4 separate regions of the Zea mays genome follow, and regions 1, 3 and 4 are each linked to region 2. A link is a contact called in public Hi-C data. All regions are on one chromosome and are shown on one strand. The core of a region is the stretch at or near the end of the contact, and the rest is flanking DNA. Distances in the headings are between cores, read along the strand shown. Region 1 holds the start of LOC100192100. Region 2 holds the start of LOC100303986 (SC3 protein). Region 3 holds the start of LOC100279757. Region 4 holds the start of LOC100275238.

Region 1 (4,721 bases), core at 1,578-4,077, 140 kb after region 2:
TAATATGGCATTTCGTCACAGGTTTCTCCTATCCAGAACAAGAACATAAGTTGGATACTTTGAAGAAATTGTTTGCCACCTAGCACATTCCTGGCACTGGCAGCAGAAACATCCAGAAAACTTTCAAATTTATACTAGTAGGTGCTAAGTGAAAGGGGCTCTAGCTGAATAGGTTAGGTGGCTTCAGACCTTCAGTAGCACTCGGTTCGACTCCCCATGGGAGCGAATTTTAGGTTGGGGCTAACCCCTTTGTCTGTCCCACGCCAAAGCATAGGTTTAAGGCGCAATCCCGATCATGGTTGTTCTCGCATGGGATACGATACCGCTGTGTATGGCTAAGACAGGGGTTTAGGGATTTTCTCGACCTACATGAGATGGTCTTCTTTTTTATGCAGTGCCTTGGGGCCATACCTAGAGATGACGATGGGCTCTAAATTTTACACTATAAAATTTAAGGGTCGGATTGGATTTGGATCGGACTCTATTTCTATTCATTTTCGAACTAAAATTAATTTAGGGCTCAAACGAATTGTGAATAAATATTTGGATCGCGATCCATTACCACCCCTAGCCATACCCTCGTAGGTCGAGTTGTTTTACTAGTAGCTGCCTGAACCATGATTTAGAAGTCGAATAAGCAGGGATCTGATGTGTATGCCTTTACTCTTTTTTTGTTATTGCTAGGGAATGGTAAGTTTGATAACATAAGGTTGGTGTCCTGTAATAAATTACACAATACCTTCTCGGGCTAAAGTTATCTACTTCCAGATCTTCATCCCAAAGAAAGATGTACTGGTATATGGACACAACAGCAGGATGGAGGAACCTCTTTGCAAACCACCTATAAAAACAGGTGTCTTGTCATCTTATCTTGAAGCTAAAATGATACCGGATCAGAATTCAGAATTGAAGAGTGGAACAATGCCCTTTTTTGTTGCAAAAGAGAGACAAGGCATGCCTAATTTTAGTGCAAAGAAAGAGATATTATACCATTTAGTCTGATTAGAGGCAGCTATATGTATCACACTTTTGCTCCATGGTAGATCATTCCACCCATTGACATTCCCATCATAATGGAACAATATAGCTGTAAAATTTTCTGGAAGAAACTGAATAATCAAGAGTCACATGACAATTTTATGTGCAAATTACTGCTTACAGAGGTGTAAATGAAGTACCTTCTTCATAATAGCATCCACAGTTTTTTTCTGATTTATACCGGCAGCAATAGCAATCAAAAAATTATCATTTTGTTTAGGCTTCTGCTGGGACAAAACACTAGAGCATTACATAACTAAATAAGATTTTGTGGTTAGGTGGTAGGAACAGCTAATGGTTGTTTAGTTTGAAAAGTGAAACCAAATATTGTAGTGGAATCAAAAGTTCATCAGGTGTATTGTACTTAACGAACCTTTGACCGTGCACTTGTAGTCAGCCACAATGGCTTCAAGTCCATGTCAGAGTTAGACTCCACTATACCATGGGGTAAATAACCAATCCTAGCCTCAGCCTTTTGAGGCACCTTAACAGCATCTCTGTCAGACACCTGATGTTTACATTGGAGGCACATATCATAGTTTAGGAAGAGGAAAACCTGCCTCTGAATTAATAGTGGAAAACAAATATTCTGACTTTTGATGGAAGGAAATGTTCACCTACCGTCACTGTATCAAATGGATGAGATTTTGCTTCCAACTGTAAAGTTACATAATCACATCAGATTAATCTTTTAGGTATTTGTGTTCACAGAACCCAGTTTCAATAAATCAGGTGATATTGATTGTTACCGTTGTCTGCTTATGTTGAAAGTTAGCCATGTTGTACACCAGGAATATAATGATCACGCACAGGACGAACAGATGCAACCGCAGTTTCATCTTAGGACACCTATCGCCCCCCTTACCATTCTGTACAATCAAAAGTAGGTAGCAATATAGTATCCTGACCTCACACTCAACCGACCTTTAGATGTCACTAATAAGTAAGGAATCATCAAAAGAACACAAGCAAACTCACCTTATTTTTCCAGGCACTAATTTTCTGTGTACAACTGGAAACAGATGGATCGCTTCTTATGGTGTCAAGAAGCAACTCAAGCAAGTCAGGATCATTTCGTGACACCCTGCTTGCAGGATGGCAGGTCATAAAAACATCATATATATTGAATAATGTCATTGATTTTATAACGGAAAATTTGGCTCCATCACGTTTCATTCTGTGTGGTCCAAAAATGTTCTAAATAAAAGGTTTGGCGTGTTGCTTGAGTTCAGGCATACCACACATAACAATGAAGAAATTTATAAAAAAAAGAAAGATTAAAAAATAAGCCACCTCGCGACAGCGAGGGCGTCCCAACTCCCAAGAGATCGCTTCCCAAATCCCAATTACAGGCAAGAGCACCAAGTATCAAGGCACGATCAGAACCAATCCATGATATACCACGTGTAGCATTAGCACACGGACAGTCAGACTATCGAATTGAGTGAGGGAGAACAAAACGAATTACCGTGGCGACGAGAGGAGCCGGAGATGATGCCGCGGCGGGCGGGAGGCCCTCAGAGCTGAGCGCGGAATGGGCGGTGGACGAACGCCACTCGTCACACGAGCGGGCGGGCGCCTTGGCAGCGAGGACACCGGTGGTGCTGATTGTGTCGTGGGAACGGCTAAGTGGCTAATGAAACGTCTCGCAGTGCCAGAGCCTGGAGGGCGATTGGGAAAGGTTGGTGGAAATTGGGACGGGGACGGGGACGGGGACGGGGACGGGCGAAGGCGGCCGCGGCCCGCGGGAGGGAGCAAGAGGAACGAGAGCCCGAGAGGAACAGCGCGACAGCGACGGTCGGGTCAGAGCCTCAGAGGAAACGCGACGGGTGGCGCCTCGCTCGATTCCATCCGCGCTGCCCTGTCAGTGCTCGCAGCGCGCACCCCACAGCGCTACACGGCCTCCTCGGCTCGGGCGACGAGCGCGGAGGCGGCGCAGCTGCCGTTCCGGCCACGCCCGCGACCGGGTTTTCCGCTCGGTTTGTTGGTTCCTTCACAATGTTCCCCTCGCCGCTGCGCTGGTGCGTGTGCTAGACGGTGACGCACGGCCCAATAGAGGATGCATGCCCAAAGACTGACGCACGGCAAGAAGGCCCACTATCGGCCCAACACTGCCGCTTCTCTTTCTCGCTACATAGAGCCGAACTGTTCAAGTCCTGTTGTTTCTCGTATCTCTGGTTCAGTCGTCTGACAGGTAACTGTCGGTGTTCAAGCATCAGTTCACATGATATAAATTAAACTATTAAGCATTACACAGTCAGACATGTATAGCCTAGCTCGGATAATCTCTACAGGAAAATGAGGGTTCCCTCCTAACTGTCCATACTCCTTACAAAACAACATCAGAAACAGCTAACCCTTCCTGTTACATCAGTTTGAATACTGGGGCAAAAACTTTTTTGACAGGCAAACAACGTTGGAAGGGACCAGCCTATGATATATGGTTAAGCTGTACACTGTTTCACCGGCATTGAGCTGATGGTAGCTTCACCGCCGGCTCTTCTTGCCGCCTTTGCTGGGGTTATTCTCCTGTGCTGCCGCACTCCTCTTTCTGCCTTTGCCGGGGCTATCTAGCTGTGCCCCAGCGCCCCTTTTCCTGCCGTTGATGGGGCTACCTTCCTGTGCCCCAGCGCCCCTTTTCCTGCCTTTTATGGGGCTATCTTCCTGTGCCCCAGCAATCCTATGCCCACTCTTTGGAGGCCGACCCACACCTCTCTTCTTGGCTGGCTCATTTCTCTGTATAGTCTTTTGATTAGCCAGCTGATCACTAGGGCGCTTGCCATCTCCTTCCCTGGCAGTAGCGTCCCTTGAAGAAACCTTGCTTGGCCTTGCATCACCGGGGCCAGGGCATCGAGGCTGCAGGACTCGAGTATTCTTTACTACGGGGGCACCAGCTGTTCCGATCTCTCCATGGCTTTTCAAGAACAAGCTTGCACTCTGCTTCACAGTTTTGCATGCAGACTCACGAAGCTCAACCGCAGCCATGTGCTCCAATGTAGCCTTCGGATAGAAGGTTATTACATTATTGATGAAAATGAGCACATCTCTCAGAAGCTCCTTGGTGCAAGAGATTGCGCCACTCTTGATCTTAGAGTGAAGCATTCGGAAGTCCATATGCCGGCGAATCATCTTCTTATATCTAGCTCTTTTCCTCTGTATATAGAAGAGGTAAGGAGTCAAATGAAATTCAGCCCATGGGTGTTCGTGCTATTTCACAGACCTTGAGAATGATTTGATGGAACAATTAATTTGAGAAGTAATTAACTATAGCCAGCTAGTAACAAAACAACCATAATTAAAAACCCACAAAATCTGAGTTGAGTAGCTAGCAGGAAAAAACTGTGGAGCAGTTTTAATAGAAGTTTTAAAATTATTAGCACATACTGAAGTATCACATCTCTTAAATGACCTAAGGAGTCATTATAGTCAACATAAGTCCTGTATTAATCAGTGAAGTATATATATGCAGATATTTTAGACCATCACTGAGTCACTGCAAATCGAAAAGTGATGAAAATTTGGTGCACCCATCTTACCTGGGTATCAAGTTGGCATTGCAACATTTTGCAGTCATCTTGAGTTGATATAGTATTTAAAATCTCTGCCAGCTTCAGTTTAACTCTCTCAATCACAGGCTGACCACATTCTGCCTTTGAAGATCTCAAGCCCTTCTTCATAACATC
Region 2 (4,803 bases), core at 1,162-3,661:
GGTCCGCACAACATGTGTTCAACAAAATGACATACAACATACATATGACCACAAACTCCAGTTCTCATGCAACAAACAACCAGCGAACTTCGTAATACTCAAGTACAAGTTCTTTTATAGTTCTCCAACGACGTGCATTGCTGCAGTTCTTTTGACTAGATGACATCATCTTTTGTGTAGCGTTTAGTGCAGTTTGTACAATAGCATATTCGTATCTCTAGGAAGCATATGTTGCAGCCCCTTGGGCTATAAATATGTATCTCAACTCTTAGATGGGTATGGCATTTGAGTAGTGTGTGAGAATTGAGAAATAAACGAAAATTGCCCAACTCGTAGTGTCATCCTCTCGATGAAGGTAAGAGTCTCGTTGCTTACATGGAAAACATGTCCATTGCAACATTAAATAAAAGAGAATATTGAAGATTATTCATCAGAGTGAAAGGTTTCATGACATTGAGAATCAGAGGCAGCATACCAAGAAACGACGCAAATGCAACATATTGCATTCTTTGAAGGTGACTCGGTATCTCATTGGTGATATCATGATGGATGAGTGGCAGAAAAGGAGGCCAATTTTTCTCCTCAATGACAATGCCAGCTGCCAAACAAAATAATAAAATGTAAGCTTAGCAACCTCTGAAACAAAATGAGCTTTATATTAAAAACATGGAACAAATAATCTTCATGACAAGGCCCAGTTGAGTGGGAAAGAGAATGAATGTATGAAAGCCTTCCAACTTTCTGCTGTTCACTATTCGTACTTGTTTTACATAATTTATGTAAGGTCATTTACCACAGTACCCTTTCCCTTCAAGACAAATTAGACCCTGGTTTTGCAAAATTCATCGTATAGAATTAGCTACCATGTAATTCTTTCAGATCATCAGATGTAATATACATACTTCTAGCATGCCAAGGTTAGGTGTATAGATGCTCAAAAAACAATATGTGTATCACATGCTTATTTCTTCTTTAATGGGAACGAAAGGTACAGTGCTTGTACTGAGTCAATGATAAACAAACAATAATGAGTATTTACCTCTCGCTGCAGCCTCCTCTCTCCGTTTTAGTTCCTATTCAAAATAACAGAGAAGGCAGAGAGTCAGAATCTGGCAACAGTTCTTCAGAGGCATCAATTTGCGGCAACAAAGTAGAGTCTAGTAGGGATTTAAGCAGTGCATTCTACTTCACATATAAGCCTAGTAAGCAGTTCCTCGTGCTTGGAATGAAAACTAAACCAATGATCTCAACAACAACAAAACCAATTATCTCGACCTTGAAGAAAAGTGAGCTATGATTGTGTTGTTTTTAATTAAAACTGACAGGGAGATGCAGATGCATGTGTCATGTGCAGAATACCTTCTCCCTCTTGTTCAATTCCGCTTCCCTTGCTTGCAGCTCCTTCTCCCTTCTCTTCAGGTCCTGGATAAAGCACATGTTATTGGTAGCGCTGAACAGCATTTTCTAGTAAGTGTGTACATTACAGCTGCATTTTGCACGTGAGAAGGCAATGCACATTTACTCGCACCTTTGACGAGTCCAGGGGTATGTCCACTGTAGCACTGAAGTCTGCTGGTTCAGGAGGAAGCGGCGAAAGGCGCGAATTGGATGCAGGAGGCATGTTTCTGGTGTTCTACATTTCGGCAGAAACCGCACAACAATAGCAGGTAAGCAATATGTAACCCCTAGCAGTTATAACATGCCACGGGGATCGCATAACTCATAAAGAACAGAACAACTCACAGGCATGTAAAACGCACCACCGCCGAAGTTGGACTGCCCGCCAGCCTTGCCGCGCGCTTGTTCCTATCAAGGAAACCCACCAATAAAAACTTCAACCAGAGACACGCGCAAGAGGTTCAGGCACCGTTGCATCATCAGTCCAGAAAAAAAATCCCACTAGCAGCGTCGGCCACGGCGATACTGCAAGGGAGGATATGCATTTGCTTTTTCTATCGCCGGGACGTGGTCAGATCTGCGCCCCCTCCAGATCCAAACAGGAGCCAAGTAGCGAATGCCCCGCTGATTCTCGGGAGAAAGCCGATGACAGATAAGGAAACTAGATCTGCGCCCGGGCAACGGCGGGATCGCCATGGCCATAGGGGTGGAAGGAGTGGGCGCGCGTACCGAGAAAGGGTTCACGTCCTCCTCCTCGAAGGGGTTGCCGTCGTAGCGCCCCGCCATGCTGCTCCGCCCCTTCTGCTTGAAGGAGTCCTGCCGAACAGAGGAGCGCACACGCGCAGCACCGCCCCCACACCACACCGACACCGACTAGATGGGGCGGGCGATGGCGACTCCTCTTTGCCGTCTTGCGAAGGAGAGGATGAGGCGGGTGAACGCGCACACGCGGAGCCACCTGTCCACCCAGTAACCGCTCGTGGGCCAAACTTTTGTTTAGTTTTTTTCATTCGTTCCCTCCGTATCTCGTGGGCCCATTAAATTGTTTATAGGGTGTGCGGCGAGTGGTCAACTCAGGCGGGCGCCTCGACGTGGACAGTTTTTTTTTCATCTTCCCCTAATCACTTAGGGGTGTTTAGTTCTGTGGACTAAAGTTTAGCCCAAGCGTTTGACTTTCAAATAGGAGTATGAAATATAGACCCAACCAACTGTACTAGATTCGTCTCACTTTTTAATCTTCGGCTCAGAAATTAGTTTTATAATCCGACTACATTTAATACCTCAAACGGAGGTTCAAACATTCGATGTGATAAGGGCTAAATTTTAGCAGGGGCAAACCAAACACCCCTTAATGTTCACTCTACTCTTTTTCGATTCAAATATGGAGTCCGTCTTTGCTCCATATTACAAAATGAGTCTGTTCCTATGACGAGATCAGATAGGAATAAGGTGTCGTTTGATTCTAACGAAAACGGTAAAGATAATAATTAATATTCGATTATCAACGCTAACAAGTTTGAATAGAACGATATTATTTTATAGTATGATATTTGATTATGATTAGATTTAAATAAATATAGTTTAACGTTATCAATATCATTCATGTTATAAATATGTGAATCAAACAATAACTAAGTCTGACCCTCTGGTGGTTCAGGTATATGATCCTAAGCGTTCATTTATTCGATGGATGGCTGGATGCAAAGATCATCGTGTCTCATAACCTCGTGCTGTTTGATTTACCGGTGGCCAGACTTGTCTCGTCCAGCACCTACAGACGTCCGAATTTTTTGTTTTTTAGCTCCTTTCGTGACAAAAATTTACGTTTGGACCCCCAAAAATTTTATTTGCACGTTTGGACCCGATGCTCGGCGCCATAGGCTGTGGCGCCTATGGCGCCGAGCTGTGACGTGGCAGCAACGGCTACTTAAGCCTAGGGCTGACCTGGCACTGACGTGGTGGCAGGCGCGACCTCGTAGCTCGGCGCCACAGATCTTGGCGCCGAGCTACGAATTCCTATAAAAACGCCTGCGCGGCTGGCCGAGAGCAGCGCATTTCATCTCATTTCCAAACTTCGTCAAAATTTGTTGGATTCAAAGATTTGAGTTGGTTCACTTCGTAGACCAAGGTATGATGCCCAATTGATTCGTTTTTTATATTGGGTTGTTAATTTCATAGTTGCTCATAGTTTCATAGTTGCTCATAGTTTCACTTCGTAGACCAACGGCGGGCGGCGGCGATTTCGACTCGGGAACGGCGGCGGCGGGTTTTGCGGTAAGTGAATCCAACAGAGAAGAAACGCGCAGAGAGAAAGGTAGTTTGCGGGTATTTCCTAGCTCGGCGCCAAGATCTGTGGCGCCGAGCTAGGTGCCACGCGTACTGCCACGTCACACAGCTCGGCGCCATAGGCCGTGGCGCCGAGCTGTGTTACCTCGGCGCCACAACCTATAGCGCCGAGCATCGGGTCCAAACGTGTAAATAAAATTTCTGGGGGTCCAAACGTAAATTTTTGTCTCGAAAGGGGCTAAAAACAAAAAATTCGATACAGACGTTTGATTTCGAGCGCCTGGAGCTGGGATCAGCTGCCTGGGAGGCAATTGCCTGGTAGGGCATGAACCATGCGGGCCCATATATGGCCGTGCATGTCACCAAGGTCATGTTTGGTTCACTGTCTAATTTGTCACATTTTGTCTAACTATTCTGACTAAGGTTAGTTATTCAATTCAGACGACTAATCTTAGACAAAGTGTGACATATTTTGCCACGAACCAAACAGACCCCAAATTCCACCAAACCAATGACTAATCAATTATTTTTTATTGTTTCTCTCTTATCATCAAATTTCTCCTCTGCTTCCTATTTAGGCTAGTTTAGTGACCAAAGAATTGAAGGAGACTTATTAGTGGATTCCCTCCAATTATCTGGTCACCAAATCGGCCCTTTGGGTGTCTAGTTTCACCCAACTAAGGAGATGTTTGGTATGGTTCTAGGTTCCAACTCCGGTGTGGAGTTATAGTTTAAAATATCAATTTAAATATTTTTAATCTAAATAATAAATAAAATGACTTATCTAAATGTTTAAAGGCTTGCAACTCCAACTCCATGATTTTCTAGAGCACCTAATGACATATTCCACTAACTCTACCAAATTTTCTAGAGTTGGAGTTGGCCGAAAAAGGCCTAAAAGAGGTATTTCAAAAAAAATTTTGTATTATGACCCTCAAAACTCTATGAAGTTAACAACTCTAGAGTTATACTGACTCTAATCAGGTCCTCTTTAAAGTTTTGCTCTAGAACGATGCCTTGTTAAACCTAATTAAGCATATATTTAACACTCATAATTGATATTAAACATTTGATATGACATGAAATAAATTTTAGTCATAGGAGCCAAACACCCCTTAG
Region 3 (4,925 bases), core at 2,069-4,568, 150 kb before region 2:
GGAAACAGCTGGAGCTGAGGATAATGGCACAGCTGGTGAGTCTTTAAATAAGTCTTCCATTCCAGATGTAGACTGGGTCTTGCTTTCTGCTGGTTTGGCAGAATCTTTTTTCTCTGAACTAGGTACTGGTTGTGCAGCTGAAATTTTTTAATATTCCATGATCAACAATAAAAAAAGTGACATGGAAACCCATCAACATCTTACTAACATAGTTGCTCCAAGAACGTGAGAAAGGCACAATAAAGTGCCCACGTAAATAAATAGAATAATTCATCAGTTGAATAGTTACAATAACTTACACTGGAAGCCATCCCAGCCATTATCGTCGTTTGAAGATGACGCTGACTCTTTCTCTGTTGTTCCATCCATTGACAACATGTTAAAGAGATCAGTGGCATAATCAACTTTAGGAGGTGGTGTAACCGATGGCTTCTCAACTTTAGGCGGTGTTGCATCAACTTTGGCGGGGGATTTCTGTGACTGAGGAGGTAAAACCACCTTTGGAACTGGTGTTTCTACCTTCGGGGGCTGAGGTGATGCCTACTTCAAACGCAATCATGCCAGATTAGAAGTGGTTATTACTGATGTCTTAAAGTGATTCATAATTAAGAATTCTGCAATATGGATTACTCAGCCTGAGTTAAAGAACAAGGGCTAAAACTTCAAAAGAGCTATGTATGAAGACACATCCGCTAGTTTCACAATGATGAACTGACTATTGCTTAGGAAAGTTTTGGTAGTGAGGGGGTTACCTGAGAGGATATCCTTGAAGCTGCATGTGCAACTTTGCTCGGAAGAGCTGGTGAAGCACGGTTTTGCTCAAATGAAGATCTATGACCATGTCCACTCCTATTAGCACTAGCCGGAGACTCTTGGCTCTTCTCATCTCGAACACTGGACGAAGATTTTGATGTTCCATTCCTTGGTACCCATCTCTTGTCCTCATATCTACATTTTCAGACATAATATAAGTCACATATAGACATCAGGGTTTGAAAAGCAGGAGGATAAGAATAAAGAATGATATATTCAAGGTACTGAAAGATCTGGAAAGGATCATACTTTGCACGGATGAAATTCTCTATTCCAACCCTATCGTAGTTAGGAGGCAGCTCTGCTTCCCAATAGCTATTTGCTTTTTCGTTTCCCATTGCTGCAAGATGGATAGTCATCATAAGAAATGTAATTTTAGTTTTATACAACTAAAAAAAATGTCCTTCAAGTTTCACACCAGCTAGTAATCCATACATTGAATAAATGCAACTTGCTCTGGCAGCCATGTATCCAGGGTGGCAGATCTTACCTGCATAAGAAAATGCTTTAGTAAACTAAATGGTAAAAGTGGTGGCTTATTTGGTAACCAGGTATTAGCCAATACAGCATAAAAGAAAGTAAAATGTGTTTGTTAAAGCATCGAAAGGACTGTTGTCTTCTCTCTAGCTTTAACAAACACTTTGCTATCCACAAAATTAAACAAACTTTAATGCAATAAGACAAATATAGAAGAAATGTAACCAACAAAAAAATCATAAGCAAAGTTAAATGCTAAGATTGTTGCGTGATACGGATAGTTAAGCATTTAAGCTGATACTCCAAGCTCGGGTAGTGTTGTAGAGATGCATAATTGACATGATGCCAGCAAATTAATGTAGGGAACTTAGTACACAATTTAAGTGTAAACATTTGACGCTGTAAAACAGATCAACAGCTAGCAAATTGTCCACAAAAGCAGACGACCTTAGGCATCAGTGTTGCAGCTTCAAATCAATTCACTGAGGCATCTATAAATAACAAAAATTCTCTAGTGGTGGTGATGCTGAATTAGAAAAATAAACAGTGAGCTCAAGCGCATGGTCATTCACTGACCTTAGATATGTGCACCCCCAGGCTTCTATGAATGCCAGAACATGTCATGCATATAAAGATACCTAGATTCACACTTGCCCATCGAGGACCCCTGCAATATGGTCACATACAGGAGTGTCAGCATGAACATAAGTTGTAAGGAGAAGTATCTACACATAGTCATGGAATGGAAAGCAGCCAAGGAGGCTTTACTACATTCACTAGGGACCTAGGATAAAACTAAAAGTACAAACCACCAACTCCATTTAACTCCTCTCAGATGACATAAAAAAATCCATTTTAAGCCCTTCTCCTGAAATTAAAGGTCTATTTGTACATGTAACATATATGCCTAAACAAATGGTAGATGTTTTGAGACTTAAAATAGTGCTCCCTCTGTATCAAATATCAAAACGTCATGTCCTCAAGCAGTAGCTGGTGGCACTTGTAACACAGCTATTTGACATGTAGCTATGCCTAATGCACCATTTTCCACGTTTGAAACAACCAAATGGCACAGTTCCACTCACTTTGACTTGCAGTCTGCGCATTCTCTATTCTCAGGATGCCGTAGAAGACCTTCCAATATCTGGAACAAGAAAATATAGTCATAGTTAAAAAAAGAATAGAAGCTTCAAACAAGGCTAACATGCATAGAAGTCTGATTAACACAACATAAATACTGCTATGCGTGTCAAGAAAATGGCCAGTTTTAAGCTTGATAATAGAGACAGCTAGTGAGTTTACTTGTGAACTAAACAAAAAGGAGCCACGTACTGTTTTTCATTATCAATCATCATACACGACTAGAGAAAAATAATAAAATCTGTAAAAGCTTTGTAGTTGTTGTAGAAGTCTAAGACAAGGATACTGGTTAGAAAATTCGGGATTCAGTCCGACGAATCGTAATTCGTATGGGTCAGATGAATTCCGCAAAGCCCTAAATTTCATGAACAGTAAGCGTCGGGTGGTTGGTTCCCACATGGCTCCTTAGCAAAACGGAACGGAGCAGAGCTCGGATCTGCCACCTTGCATCGACTCACTAGAGGAATCGCAAAGCAATCATAGAAGTCAGCACAACGGCGCACGGGAAATCAAGGCCCGGCACAACCTTAGATCCCGATCCCCAACTCAGGACATGGCAATCAACCGATTCTCATTCCTCGTAGGCTCCTACCAATCGAAGCAGCAGCGCGCGGTCCTGATCTAAGAAAAACTCCGAGAAGGACAAGGAGCAGGAATCAACATGCGGACCTTCTTGTGCTTGGCGTTGAGCTCCTTGGAGACGGACGCCTTTTCGTTCATGGCTGCGCCCTGCCGAATCCTCCGACCTGATCAGACCTAAGAATCCCCTGATTGAGAGATTATTGGGCTAGGATTTGGGGAGGGGGAGGGGATTTTTGGCCTCGTCTTCTCCCTTCTCTCCCTCCTCTCCTCCCTTTGTTTTTGCTTTGCCGCGTCGGGAGGGTCGAGGAGAGAGAAAGGGTGAGACAGTGGAGAGGGATCTGTGACGTGCGTCTCTTCTCTTCGCGGCTTGACCTTCTCGCTAGCTTCCTCTCTCTCGCTCTCTCAATTTTCCATTGTTTATGAGCAGAGTAATTTATTTCTGTGGTTTGACAATGACGATGGTCATGGTGCGAGGGTTTGCTGGCCTAATGTAAACCCTAAAAATAAGTTATGAGTTCATTTATTTCTTCTGTGTCTTTTATAGGAAGTAATACTAAGGAATTGAGTAAACATAAGAGTAAATAAATATAATATATATATATATATATATCTTCCACTCAAAGTAAGTAAGAAACAAATATTCATTTTTGAATTAACGACCACTCATCATATTTCTTTCTTCTAAAACAAACAATAAATTTATATGATTTGGAACATCTACTTAATGAAGAGTAATAATAAGCAAATATATATTTTTGCATTTGCATACTGGAATTTTGTTGGTGCTTTTGAGTAAGAGTTTGAATTTTAAAGCTAGATTTAAATTGAATTTGAAGTTTGAAATTGGAGAAATGAACTGGAAGAAAAAGAGAAACAGAAAGACCTCACCTGGGCCGAAATTGCTGCACGTGGTGCTCTCACGCCGGCCCAATTCCCCATTTGTTCCTCCAGCAGCCCAGCTCCTCCTCTCTTGGCGTCACATTGACAGGTGGGACCCACGCTATCAGACACTGGGTCGCACGCTGGATGCCTGGTGTCTCCGACTCGTGGGGCCGGATCGTCAGTCTCGTCACTCACCTCACGTGAACTCCAACGGAAACACCGCACATATCGGCCTGAACAGAATCCCCTCCCAGCTCCCGATCGGGGCGGACCTAACTGAATCGACCGATTTCTGGGCACACGATTACGGAGATCGGGTCAAATCCGGGCAACACTCACATCATAAAACCCAGGTCGCTCCCTCCCCAGCAACGTCTCCCATGGCTGCGCAGAACGCCGTTCATTCCATGGCGGGTGGCTCCCTGCCAGGTCCGCTCGGCCAGTCCTCCTTGGCGAGCTCCCTCCTGCGCTCAGACTTCTCCGCCGCCTCCCCATGGCCACACTCGGCTTTCCCCTTTCCCTCCCCAGCACATGAACACTGCCGGTCACCGCATATCTAGCCATCACCATTGCTGGCCGAACATCGCGCGCCGCCGCACGGACATCTGGGCCCTGTCGTTGCTTAAGGCATATTGGATGGTCATAGCGTGTCATTGGGGCCTCCTGCATACGTTCATGGCCATTCCATGCGGTGATATCAACAGAAACCACGCGAATTGCTCACCGGTTGGGGCTTTTGCCGTGGATCCGCCTCGTGTCGGGGCCAGTGTCCACAACCGTCGTAACCTTGGTAAGAACACCAACGACCGCTTCGCTATCTCTGTAGCATCGTGTAGTACCTTTCGGTCAAAATATTGGGTTCTGATAATGCTAGAACAGCCACCTCCGGCGATGGCTCGCCGTGGCCACTGGGCGCGCCGCCGTGCCTGGCCGTCGGACGGGGAAGGAAACCCCCTGGTCGTCCGATTGGCTTTGGGCGGCTGGGATTAGAAGTGCATAACGTTTCGACCAGGGCATGTGACGACCGTGGA
Region 4 (4,823 bases), core at 261-2,760, 220 kb after region 2:
GCTGTGGTCCTTACTCATGTGGACAACCAAGGTTGCAATTCCTAAACTACACAGGGACAACATTTTGGTGTGGCTGCAGACAAGGATGGGCCCTTGTCCGTTTGCTGTTGTCCACCAAATTTCCCTCTCAATTCCATAACCCATGTTCTCCTTTCTGATGGATTATAGGCCCCAATCATTTATGGTTCACGAGAAATATGAAGATTCTCGTGTTGAAGTATACAAATGCATTACTGAACTTAGCCGTAGGATAAAAGTTGGAGAAGATAGAAGGGGAATGGCATTCAAGGATAGATGCTAAATCGAACATTCTTGGTGCCATTATTATCTACTCTAACCTCACACAGCACAGAACAAGTACTTCTCCCCCACTTTCCAGAGACAAGTATAAATGGGCGGTGCTACCAAAGGAAAATAATAAAAACAAAATTTCTAAAAAAATATTGATGCAAAAGCAGAGTACGTACATGATGGGCATATGTGAAATTGGAGTAATCAACATTGGCATGCCCACTAAAATAATTATACGATATGGTCTCTCTGAACAATGTTACATCAGTCCTAGTATAACTCAAGTGCATATTTGAACAACAGCATCTATGTTCTGAGTTCTGACAACACCAAAACGCATAGTAAAATGTTAGTATCAGATAAAAGTAGTTTCCTTTGCCTACTTTTTATATGCAATGCATGATCTTTCCCTGTACACAGACAAAACACCTGGTAATTATTTAACAGCTAGAGGTAATGGTAAGACATCATTGCAGTTTTATCTTCCTCGCTAGGAGTAGACGCCTTCGCTCCATCGCTGCATTATGTTCAAGCGGAGCAGAGAATACAGAACGACAAGATTCGCAACCAGGTCCATCAGATGGGCAGACACACAGAGTAGCGAAAAGCAAACCACGCGAGAACAGAAAGCTGAGGGGAAAAAAAGGTTAGGCGACGGAATCATTAAAGTGTGGCGCCATGGATGGGCGGGAGGCGAGGAGAGCGTGCGGGAACAGTATGCCGTAGCCGTACCTCGAGGGGCGCGTGGCCTTGGAGCTTCCTCGCCGCCTCGAGATCCGAGCCGGGGGCGTCGCCACGCTCACCGCCGCGGCCGAGGAAGAAGCGGAGTCGGCGGCGGATCCCCCGGGGCGGCGCGTGCCCGAGCGTGTGGGCCGGGGGGCGAAGGAAGTGCTCGAGGATGGCCATGGCGAGGAACATGGACACGAGGATGGCGGTGGCCACGAACCCGAACGACACCGCGCTCACGCCGCTGTCTAGCTGCCGCCACCGCATCTCCTCCTCCGCCGCGGCCGCGGCCGCCGCCGCCGGCACAACTGCTGGGGGCATCGCAAGACCGGCGCGCGCCACGACAGCCATTGTTGTTCCAGTCTCCGGCGACGCCGGTCACGGCCCACGGCTGCGATGCACCATTGCTGGCTCGCTTCGCTCGAGTAGGGTGTGGTGGAGTGGTGTGGGTTGGCTTCCGAACCCAAACTCGGACCTTTGGAGTTCCTGGCTTTCTCTGCCGCGTCGTCGCGCGCGTCGCGTGAGTCAGCCGGGAGCATGGGAGAGGAGGGAGGGGACTGGGGACCGCGACCTGCGAGGAGGAAAGGGAATCAGGCACGTCGCTTATGTTATCTATGTTTTAAAATACACTCTCCAAATAAATAATATACATTGCAAAACATCACTTTGTACGACCCTTTATACGACAACTTATAAATGACCTTAGACCTTGTTGTTTGGAACTTTAGATACTTTCATACTCATTTGTACATTGAGATGAATACGAGAGTATCCAAATAAGGTATTAGGATGTTTGAATACATTAGATTTAATATTTAGTAGGCTAAAAATTATTAATGAAATTAGCTAGCTAATAAATAGCTAACTAACTATCATCTAATTTGCTAAAAATATCTAATAATTAAACTTTTAGCTAGATTATTTGGATGCCTTTAGCTAATGTTATCATTAACTTCACTTTGAATATGGACTATAAATCCCCTATTTTAATTTGTTGTGGACAACCTTATTCATTAACACGAAGCATTCCTTTTCCGTCGCGGCGCTGCGCAGCAAAGCGAGAGGCTTTATGTCCAAGCGTACAAACGAGACTCATGCTCTTTGGACCGAGGACCTAACCAACTAGTGATATAATACCGCGTGCCCCAGACCTAGATGGTGATGCGAGTTGACATAAGTCTTTTATCCTGGTTCGGGCAAGTATATGCCCTACTCCTAGCAAACGGGGGATGAGACTTGTATTACTCGCACCTAAGTGCTTGTAGTAGGGAATACAAGCATAGTGTGAGTGAGAAGGATCCCAAGTCCCTGGGGTTGATTGAGGCAAGTACCAATACCATGTGGAGAAGAAAACTTGTGGAGTGTTCGTCTGCCGTCCTTCAGAAGCTGTGGTCTATCCTATTTATAGCCCCAAGGGGAGCTGCCTGGAGGACGGGAGTCGGCCACACACTGTGAGGAGTTGTCACCGTAACCCTATAGATGGTATGGCTTGAGGAATAGTCTGGTATTTGTTGTTTACTTACGCCTGCTTGGTTTCTGCTGAGAGCCGAGGCCGATGGCTCGGTCACGTACCCGAGCCCCTAGCGAGAGGTTGCCCATATCATAGTGGTTGACACAATGCTAAGTATGGGAAAAGCTTCTCTAAGTAGTGTGTCAGCTCTGTAGTGTCTGATGATGTCGGTCGTCCTCCGTTGTGGATATCGAGGTCAAAGTTGTGCTCAGGCGAGGCGGAAGTCTGACCGAAGGTCGTTCTTCAAAGAACTTACGTCGAGTACCTTAACTGTGTCTTTCCACCCACTGTCAGCTGCAGTCGAGAGGTAAGTGTGTACACCGCCTGCGTCTTTCCAGAGACTAGCCAAGAGGAAAGCCGAAGGATGGCACGGCAAATGGGTGCACACCACCGGCGACCACGCGAGCGCTCATGGCAACACGACGACGGCGAGGACGTGGAGCGGCCACCACGGGCAACACGACGACAACATCACGAGCAACAAGACGACAACGTGGAGCGGCGGCGTCTGGCCTTGGCTCCTCCACACTGTTGAGTTTGTGATCCAAATTCTGAAGAAGGTGGCCAAGTTGGCGAGCGAAGCGGAGGCCCGTCGCCGGAAGGCTTGGGCCGGAGCGCAGCGATATATGTCAAAAGTAAACCTGTGAGTACTCTGTTGGCTCCTCATTTTAAACTGTCTGCTAAACAGTGTGCTGAAACTGATGCTGAGCTTGAATATATGTCAAAAGTTCCATACTCTAGTGCTGTTGGGTCACTCATGTATGATATGGTTTGTTCTCGTCCTGATTTGTCTCATGCTATGAGCGTTGTTGCTAGATACATGTCTAATCCTGGTAAAGAGCATTAGAAACCAGTTCAGTGAATTTTCAGATATCTACGTGGTTCTTATAGTGCTTGTTTTTTTGGTAAATCTGGAGATGGTCTGGTTGGCTATGTTGATTCAGATTATGGTGGTGATTTAGACAGGAGGAGATCTCTTTCAGGTTATGTCTTTACTGTTGGAGATTGTGTTGTGAGTTGGAAAGCTCGTTTACAGGTTACTGTTGCTTTGTCTACCACAGAAGCTGAGTATATGGCAATTGCAGAAGTTACTCATGAAGCCTTATGGTTGAAAGGTATATATTCAGAGCTATGTGGATAAGTCTTGCATTACCATCTATTGTGATAGTCTGAGTGCTATTCATCTCACCAAAGATCAGATGATTACTGAGAAATCCAAACATATTGATATTCGTTGTCACTTCGTTCGTGGTATCATTGAAAAAGGGTTGGTGAAGGTATGCAAGATTAGTACTCATAATAATCTTGCTGATATGCTGACAAAGCATGTTTCTGTTGCTAAGTTTGAGTTATGCTCAAACTTAATTGGTATTATAAATTAGCCCTTAGTGGCTGCTGGCGCCGGCAAGATGATGATGCATTTGTTTAAGGTGGAGTTTGTTATTATGATGCTACAAGGAATTTGTCTCAAGGTGGAGTTTGTTGAGTCTGTGATCCAAATTCCCTACTCGTTTTAGGGTTTCACCTCTATAAATATCTTTGTAAGCCGCAGGAGATAATTATCTCAATTGTAAATCTCCTGCGATCTGTAACCATCCGAAAATAGTGAGAAGTTGCTGGCTGACGCCCGTGGTTTTTTCCCCTCCGCTTTAGAGGGGGTTTTCCACGTTAAATCCGTGTCTTCTCTGTGATTGATCCCCTTTGTGTCGTATTCATTTATAACACACACAACCTCGCCATCATCGAAGCCGACACCAGAAAGGAGATGCTACGCGTGATGGGAAACTTCCGAGCTAGCGCAGGAGCGAACGAGAGATGACGACACGGGAGGGAACAGTGGATAGCGAGCAGTCGCCTGTGCGCCATATTTACCAGATGAAAGGAGTCCGTTAATATTTAGCGTCTCCTTTAGAGGACATTGCTGCATGCATTGGGTAGAACTTCATCCTCTAGATTTACCGTACTGGACGCTTTAGCGTCTATTGCTGGAAACAGTCTAATGGAGGGAATTCCCCGTTACCATCTCTACACAGCGGCACACCCATCTTGTTGGCTCGCTAGACACAAGTATACATGGCCAAATGGGTGGCCCGGCACGGCACGGCCCGGGCACGACCAGGCACGGCACGGTTAGGGCACGACCCGTTTGGCCCGTTTAATAGTCGTGTCGTGCCGGCACGGCACTAGTGCCTAAGACTAGGCCCAAGCACGGCACTAAGACTGCTTAGACGTGACGTGCCGGCACGGTAGGCCCGTTTAGCCCATTTAGCCTATTTAGCCTATTTAGCACTACACC

What was found. Hi-C and Micro-C count contacts between places; a contact is called where the count stands out from the background.
Region 1: a Hi-C map of tassel shows a contact between it and region 2, with 4 times the contacts expected there. The contact joins the promoter of LOC100192100 here to the promoter of LOC100303986 in region 2. A contact is called at or near these places in 20 of 25 Hi-C or Micro-C datasets (bundle sheath, ear, endosperm and 6 more).
Region 3: a Hi-C map of leaf shows a contact between it and region 2, with 6 times the contacts expected there. The contact joins the promoter of LOC100279757 here to the promoter of LOC100303986 in region 2. A contact is called at or near these places in 10 of 25 Hi-C or Micro-C datasets (bundle sheath, ear, endosperm and 3 more) and 1 of 3 datasets of contacts at active chromatin or transcription factors (seedling).
Region 4: a contact with region 2 is called in a Hi-C map of ear, with 2.4 times the contacts expected there. The contact joins the promoter of LOC100275238 here to the promoter of LOC100303986 in region 2. A contact is called at or near these places in 2 of 25 Hi-C or Micro-C datasets (ear and leaf).

The regions. Positions count from the first base shown.
Region 1 is chr7:167,094,103-167,098,823 of Zm-B73-REFERENCE-NAM-5.0, forward strand. It overlaps LOC100192100, which reads right to left and starts at 2,828. Exons shown (of 16, transcript NM_001358682.1): 1 at 2,507-2,828; 2 at 2,017-2,122; 3 at 1,788-1,907; 4 at 1,660-1,695; 5 at 1,412-1,546; 6 at 1,179-1,262; 7 at 991-1,109; 8 at 740-841. The coding sequence starts at 1,877. LOC100272351 reads right to left here. Exons shown (of 5, transcript NM_001146834.1): 4 at 4,575-4,721; 5 at 3,239-4,191. The coding sequence ends at 3,526.
Region 2 is chr7:166,958,408-166,963,210 of Zm-B73-REFERENCE-NAM-5.0, forward strand. LOC100303986 (SC3 protein) reads right to left here and starts at 2,412. Exons shown (of 13, transcript NM_001165524.2): 1 at 2,128-2,412; 2 at 1,744-1,806; 3 at 1,529-1,633; 4 at 1,360-1,422; 5 at 1,040-1,073; 6 at 476-598. The coding sequence starts at 2,184.
Region 3 is chr7:166,807,759-166,812,683 of Zm-B73-REFERENCE-NAM-5.0, forward strand. LOC100279757 reads right to left here and starts at 3,319. Exons shown (of 11, transcript NM_001152715.1): 1 at 3,100-3,319; 2 at 2,376-2,434; 3 at 1,867-1,957; 4 at 1,249-1,303; 5 at 1,063-1,153; 6 at 753-948; 7 at 300-540; 8 at 1-137. The coding sequence starts at 3,150.
Region 4 is chr7:167,180,165-167,184,987 of Zm-B73-REFERENCE-NAM-5.0, forward strand. It overlaps LOC100275238, which reads right to left and starts at 1,511. Exons shown (of 2, transcript NM_001149373.3): 1 at 1,024-1,511. The coding sequence starts at 1,368.